2 separate regions of the Pan troglodytes genome follow, and region 2 is linked to region 1. Evidence: chromatin contacts called from public Hi-C data. All regions are on one chromosome and are shown on one strand. The core of a region is the stretch at or near the end of the contact, and the rest is flanking DNA. Distances in the headings are between cores, read along the strand shown. Region 1 holds the start of TRMT13 (tRNA methyltransferase 13 homolog). Region 2 has its middle 41 kb from the start of AGL.

Region 1 (3,465 bases), core at 525-3,024:
TAAATTTTCTAGAAGTCACATTTTAAAAAGACTTTTAAAAGCAGGTGAAATTAATTTTAATAATACATTGTATTTAACCCAATATACCCAAAAATATTGCCATTTAACACATAATATAAAAATTGACATATTTTACATTCTTTTTTCATAGTAAGTCTTAAAAATCCAACGTGCATTTTCATATGTAAAGCACAACAATTCAGATAAGCCCCATTTCAAATGTCTAATAACCACATGTGGCTAGTGGCTACCATACTGGACAGCATTAAAAGAATGATCAACTAAACCTACAGATCTCCATATGCAGCTGCTGGTTTTGGGAGCATCTCCTTGACCGGCTTGCCATTGATTTTTGACCGAATTCTGAACTATATATACTACAGTTTGACATTACTGGCAACTCAATAAGGCAATGTCTTCATTTTTTATGTTACATTTGTACACCACTTAGTTTTCACATACGATTTCACACCTGATCCTCATTACAAACACGTGAATACGCAAAAGATTTCACACCTGATCCTCATTACAAACACGTGAATACGCATGTTATATCAGTTTTACAAACGAGGAAAGAACGTTCAGAGAAAAAAAGAGACAACCATTGAGTGTTAGAACTGGGAAAAAAAAAGTAAGTCTCCTGACCTCTGGTCAAATCTATTTACGCCCCAATAATACCACCTCCTTAATCAAAGTTGCACTTCTCTGTGCGACTGGTCTTTATTTCCTCCAGTGATTGTAAACTCCATGAAGAAAAGGACTGTTTTTCCTGACCACTGTATTCCCAGTGCCCAGTAAGGTGTTTTACAAGGAGGCAATATTTATTGAATGAATTAATGACGTTTCTGCTTTTCTCATTTTTAGTCGGTTAAATGTAATTTACTTTTTTAAAGCAACTGATGTGAAGAGCCAAAGTACGCCACCAAATTGGTAGGTTTTTAAAAGTTGAACTTTACTGCCAACATACTTCAAAAGAGAACGAGGGGGAAAGGCTCGGAGCCAAGGCCTGAGTTCTAGTCCTGACCCTGCCATGAACTGGCTGTGAGCCCTCACGTAAATTTTTTTAACTTCTCTGGGCCAGAGTTCTTATCTGTCAAAAGGGAAGAGTAGGGCTATAATCTTCATGATTCCGTTCATAGGTAGGGTTTTTGACATTAACTTGATGTGAGCCGGCTTCCTAACTTCTCACACCCTTCCTCCAGTCCCCTCTGCAACGGCCGACTTGGTGAGAGAGGTAACCACCGGGCCCTCTGGGTTCCCTATCCGCTTCCTAGAGGGGCCGACTCGACACCTAGGTGCAAGGTGGATCCCACGGGCCAGAACCGCCATCTTTCCCCATTGGCCTGACCCCAACCGCCACCCGCGGGCACTGGATGACGCGGACCTTACCTCTCCTCACAGTCTTTGCATTTCACCTGCAACGGGACTAGTTGGTGGAACAGAACTTGGCTCATGTTGGCTCGCTGCCCCGGCTGGTGTGCAGAAAAGCCCAACAGGCCCGGCCCTCGGAATTAGCCTGAGACCTCCGGGTCCTGATAAAGTTTGAGTTTGGCGCTCGGCTTCTGCGGAGGAGGCGGGGAGGGAGAAACGAGGGGAAGGCGTAAGAGACTTGGCCCTCGCCAGCCACCATCGGATTCTTCCGGTTCTGCGGAGGATAAAGGGAAGACGGTTGTGGTAGTTCCGGGTATTAACCTGTGTGGCGCGGGCGCTGAGGCAGCCATGTTTGTTAAGGGAAGGAGACCCGAAGGAAGCTTCTAACTTTTCTTCCGGTTGCCGGATGCTGGACACCGGAAGCGAGCCCTAGAATTATGGCGACCTCCGCGACGTCGCCGCACGCGCCTGGTTTTCCAGCTGAGGGTAGATGCGGTTACTATGTGGAAAAGAAGAAACGGTTCTGCAGGATGGTGGTGGCCGCAGGGAAAAGATTTTGTGGTGAACACGCTGGAGCCGCGGAGGTGTGGTATCGCCCTACTCTCTCAAGAGTCGGAAATAAGTATCCTGGTCCTGTCGGTGCTGGAACCCGGCCCCTCCCCTCTTTGACAGCTTTCTGCTTGTGTCTCCTGGATTCTCCAGCTTTCACTTTAATAAACCCAGTTTTGCCCTCCTTGCGGAGCGATTATGAGTTCTAGTGATGAGAAATTTTTTATTTTTCTAAGTAAAGCGCCAGCAGTGACCCATTTATCTTGATCTATTTATCTCGATCTTAACTCATGGTAATGCTAGGTTTTAATTTTTACCCCAAGCTACCGCTCCGTCTTCCTGCTGGAAAGTGGTAGTTTAGAAAAAGTAGTGATTGAAGTCCCAAAGGTTTCACTAGTTGTGTTCTAATTGTTATTTCATGAAAGAGAAGCACTTCTCGTGAATGCGGTTGGAAGAAACTTTCTTTTAAAAATTTAGACTTGAGGCCCGGCGCGGTGGCTCACGCCTGTAATCCCAGCACTTTGGGAGGCCGAGGCGGGCGGATCACTTGAGGTCAGGAGCTCGAGACCAGCCTGGCCAACATGATGAAACCCTCTCTCTACTAAAAATAAGAAAATCAGCCGTGGCGCGAGCTACTAAAAATAAGAAAATCGTGGTGGTGCGAGCCTGTAACCCCAGCTACTCGGGAGGCTGAGGCAGGAGAATCGCTTGAACCCAGGAGGTGGAGGTGGCAATAATCCAAGATCACACCACTGCATTCCAGCCTGGGTGACAGCCAGACTGAATCTCAAAAAAGAAAAAAAAAATTTTTTCGACTTACAGTTTTTAGGAATGCAACTTTGCTGGAATGGGAAGGAAAGATTTTAAAATATATACGAATTGACCTTTTACAATTGAGAACAAGGCATACAATTTTGTTTGATAATTATGCATATAAATGTACTATCAAACACTTTATATTTGTATATATGTATATTACTTTAGGATATATATGAGATGGGAAAATAAAAACCAGAGGAGCAAAATGCTCATAGGAAGAGAGCATGTCCTTATAGTTCCACAGAACTATAAAGAATAAACCAAAGCGATCAGCATCAGATTTCATGCTTCTGAATGTTCAGTATTATTTGCATTATTTTATTTCTTAAGGAATTTATTCTTCTAGACAATATCCAGTGCAGATCAGTCCCCTGACCCCCTTCATCTGCCATTCTCCATCATAGTTGTAGTCTACTTCCTATTTTGTTTTGACTGGCATTTACCAAAAGTGAAGCATACTGAAACAAGGACATTCTTGTTTTGGAATATGGGAGACGTGATTTGTTGTGGGAACTCTGAATTATGCCCATAGTCTATTGACTGGTTTTGAGGGGACTGGCAAACATCCCTTGTTGAAGAATGAGAGTTATGATAGGAGAAGGATTTAGACTCCACCTTATCCAGATATAGGGAAGGTGAATACAAATAGTGATGATAGTAGAATATGAATAAATCCTTACAAGCTGATTAGTATTCCTATAGAGGAACGACATGTTGTCATTAGAC
Region 2 (3,415 bases), core at 169-2,668, 320 kb before region 1:
CCATCATGAAGTCACAAAAATCATAAGTTGAACCATAGTAAGTCAAGGACTGTCTGTATAAGCTCACAGAATCTGGGCATAGCTTAACTGGGTCCTCTCCTTCAAGGTCTCTCATCAGGCTGCAATCAAGGTGTTGGCCAAGGCTGTGATCTCATCTGAAAGCTCAACCGAAGAGGATGATCTGCTTCCAAGTTCATGTGGTTGTTAGCAACATACAATTCCCTATGTTTTGTTGGACCGAGAGCCTCAATTTCTTGCAGCTGACAGCCAGCAGCCACCCTCAGTTTCTTTTCACTGAGTCTCCCTAGCATGGCTGCTTGCTTCATGCATGCAAACCCAGAAGGCGATCAAGAGAGTCTGCTAGCATGTAAATTAGTGCAACCACTATGGAGAACAGTTTGGTGGTTCCTCAAAAAACTAAAAATTGAGTTACTGTATGATCCAGCAATCCCATTGCTGGGTATACCCAAAAGAAATGAAGTCAGTATATTGAAGAGATATCTGCACCCCTATGTTTGCTGCAGCACTGTTTACAATAGCTAAGATTTGGACAACCTAAGTGTCCACCAACAGATGAATGGATAAAGAATATGTTATACATATACACAATGGAATACTATTCAGCCATAACAAGAATAAGATCCCATCACTTACTACAACACAGATGGAACCGGAGATCATTTTACTAAGTGAAATAAGCCAGGCACACAAAGACAAACACTGCATGTTCTCACTTATTTGTGTGATATAAAAATTAAAACAGTTGAACTCATGGACATAGAAAGTAAAAGAACAGTTACCAGAGGTTGGGAAGGATAGTGTGTGGGGCAGGGAGAAGGTGGGAATGGTTAATGGGTACAAGAAAATAGAAAGAATGAATAAGACCTGTTTTATCATTTACCTATTTTATCATTTATCTGTTGTGCTATCGCACAACAGAGTGACTATAGTTAATAATAACTTAATTGCACATCTTAAAATAACTCAAAGAGTGTAAATGGATTGTTTGTTACTCAAAGAATAAATGCTTGAGGGGATGGATACCCTATTCTCCATGATGTGGTTATATCACATTTCATGCCTGTAATCAAAACATCTCATGTACCCCATAAATATATACACCTACTATACCCACAAAAATTAAAAAATAAAACTAAAAAAGAGAGTCTGTTAGCAATACAAAAGTTACAATACTGTCCAGTGTAATTGCAGTGTGACATCCCATCACCTCAGCCATATTCTGTTGGTTAAAAGCTAGTCACAGGTCTCATCCACACTCCTGTGAAGGGATTACATAAGCCATAATATCAGGGACAGGGACATATGGAGCCCATTTTAGAATCTTTCTGCCTCAAACTGGTTCATCAAAAACTCTGAAAGTCACTGGAGTATCAGCAGCATGCTTTAGTAGAGTGTAACATAAGAGAAGAAGAAAGTATTTAGTAGTGGAATCTTCTCGTCAGTGTAAGAGCACAGAGAACCTAGAGGGACTTGGGAACAATCTGAGGCTGAAGGATACTAAAACAAACTAGAATTCCTTGTATTTTTGTTTCGGACCAGCCTTAAAAGGGAAACATATTAAAGTCAGTAAATGTAAATAACCACACGGTGGCAGTAGATGCCAAGAAATTTTAAGTGTTACGTGTAACTGAGGGCATGGAAGAGCAAGTTTATCTCCCTATATGGCCACCCACGTTTTCCTTTCTGTCTGACTGCTGGAAGGAAAGGGGGAGGTAACTAGAATCTTTCCACACACTCATCCCTGAAGCACTACCTATAAAGTATTACCACTGAAGAGTGAGGACATAGACAGTTCACTGTATTCCTCCCCCAATTCCTAGAAGAGTAGTAAGGGTCTTAAGGCAGGAGAATGAGACCTCCTGAAATACTTATGAAGCCTTCCCTTATCAAGTACTCACAGCCAAATATTTCAGAGTGGCGTTAATTAAAACAATGTCATACTTGGTCTGCTGTGAAGCCTGCCTAGTTCAGAGTTGATACCACTGGGGAAATCCCAGGGGAAAATAAGTGTCAAATAAAAGAAGGAATATTATTTCCACAAATGAGAGACATTAAGGATAAAGGCTTAACACCATATAGGCATGCCTCACATATATATACAGTGCATATATTCACATGTACACTGTACAGAATTCCATAGTTAGCATTACCCAGTCAGAGTGACTAGATCTGGCATTAATAAAAGAGGAGGTAACTCAACAGAATTGAGTGCTCCAAAGAAGTTGTATTACGAGAGAGGTTTTATTGTCTGAGTTTATGTATAAACCGAGAAATCTTAATAAGACCTTTTCTGATTGTCTCATATCTTCTTAATTAGTCCATATCCAAAGGGGTTAATAACTGGCACTGTTCGAATTTGTTTAATCCTGAGATATTCTACAAAGGCAGTTTGGTGTTACAAAAGTGAAAGTTCCTTATATGTTTAGGTTTTCTTTTTTTCATAGACAAGGTCTCACTATATTGCCCAGGTTGGTCTCAAACTCCTGGACTCAAGCTATCCTCCCACCTCAACCTCCCAAAGTGCTGGGATTACAGGCACGACCCTCTGTGCCCAGCTACGTTCTTTTTCTAGGTAATATAACATTCCCTTTTGCTAATAGATGGGCCAAAGAGTTTGAAAGTGCCTCATCAAATCTAAAATGGTTGTGTTTGTTTTATATAAATGACAATGGTCCAATAGTTGGCTAGTCTTGGAGGGTTGGTAAATTTCTTTCTTTTTTTTTTTTTTTCTCTGAGATAGGGTCTCACTCTGTCACACAGGATGGAGTGCAGTGGCATGAACACAGCTCCCTGTAGCCTCTATCTCCCAAGCTCAAGTGATTCTCCCACCTCAGCCCCACAAGTAGCTGGGACCACAGGTGCAATCCTCCCACCTCAGTCCCCCAAGTAGCTGGGACTACAGGCATGCGCCACCAAGCCCAGCTAATTTTTGTATTTTTGTAGAGACCAAGTTCCACCATGTTGCCCAGGCTGGTCTCCAACTCCTGAGCTCAGGCATTCTGCCCAGCTCAGCTCCCCAAAGTGCTAGGATTACAGGTGTGAGCCACCATTTCTGCCCAAGCATTGGTAAATTTTTAACATTATCTTTTGCCAACTATATACCCATACAAATCACAATAATATGTAATCACCTGAGGAGTTAATATGAGCAAAGATCTGAATCAATTGAAAAGGTGAGCTATGTAGAAATGTGGGGAAAAGATTATTCCAGAATGAGAAAACAGCAAGAGCATGTTTGTTACATTCAAGGAATAGCAACATGGCCAACCTACTTGGAGTACAGTGAGAATGGGATCATTTGCTAGACTCACAGAGAAAATTTTAAAAATAAGAAATAAAAATTTAAAAAAGAAAAGGAAAGAGTGGTGGGTGATGAGGTCAGAGGGAGAAGTAG

What was found. A called contact is a pair of places that touch in the nucleus more often than the background predicts.
Region 2: a contact with region 1 is called in a Hi-C map of a lymphoblastoid cell line, with 2.9 times the contacts expected there. The contact joins the enhancer-like site here to the promoter of TRMT13 in region 1. A contact is called at or near these places in 4 of 7 Hi-C or Micro-C datasets (blood, induced pluripotent stem cells, a lymphoblastoid cell line and 1 more) and 1 of 1 datasets of contacts at active chromatin or transcription factors (stem cell-derived excitatory neurons).

Annotation. Positions count from the first base shown.
Region 1 is chr1:131,043,769-131,047,233 of NHGRI_mPanTro3-v2.0_pri, reverse strand. It overlaps TRMT13 (tRNA methyltransferase 13 homolog), which reads left to right and starts at 1,774. Exons shown (of 10, transcript XM_054668150.2): 1 at 1,774-1,955. The coding sequence starts at 1,809. SASS6 (SAS-6 centriolar assembly protein) reads right to left here and starts at 1,649. Exons shown (of 17, transcript XM_513588.7): 1 at 1,390-1,649. The coding sequence starts at 1,454.
Region 2 is chr1:131,366,379-131,369,793 of NHGRI_mPanTro3-v2.0_pri, reverse strand. No RefSeq gene overlaps it. Among named protein-coding and RNA genes, the nearest start is that of AGL, 41 kb to the right of the region's middle. Within about 2 kb of position 1,418, at least 3 of the 24 cell types and tissues checked have an H3K27ac peak or open chromatin away from gene starts, as enhancers often do. A contact at or near this core is called in a lymphoblastoid cell line, where this site is marked.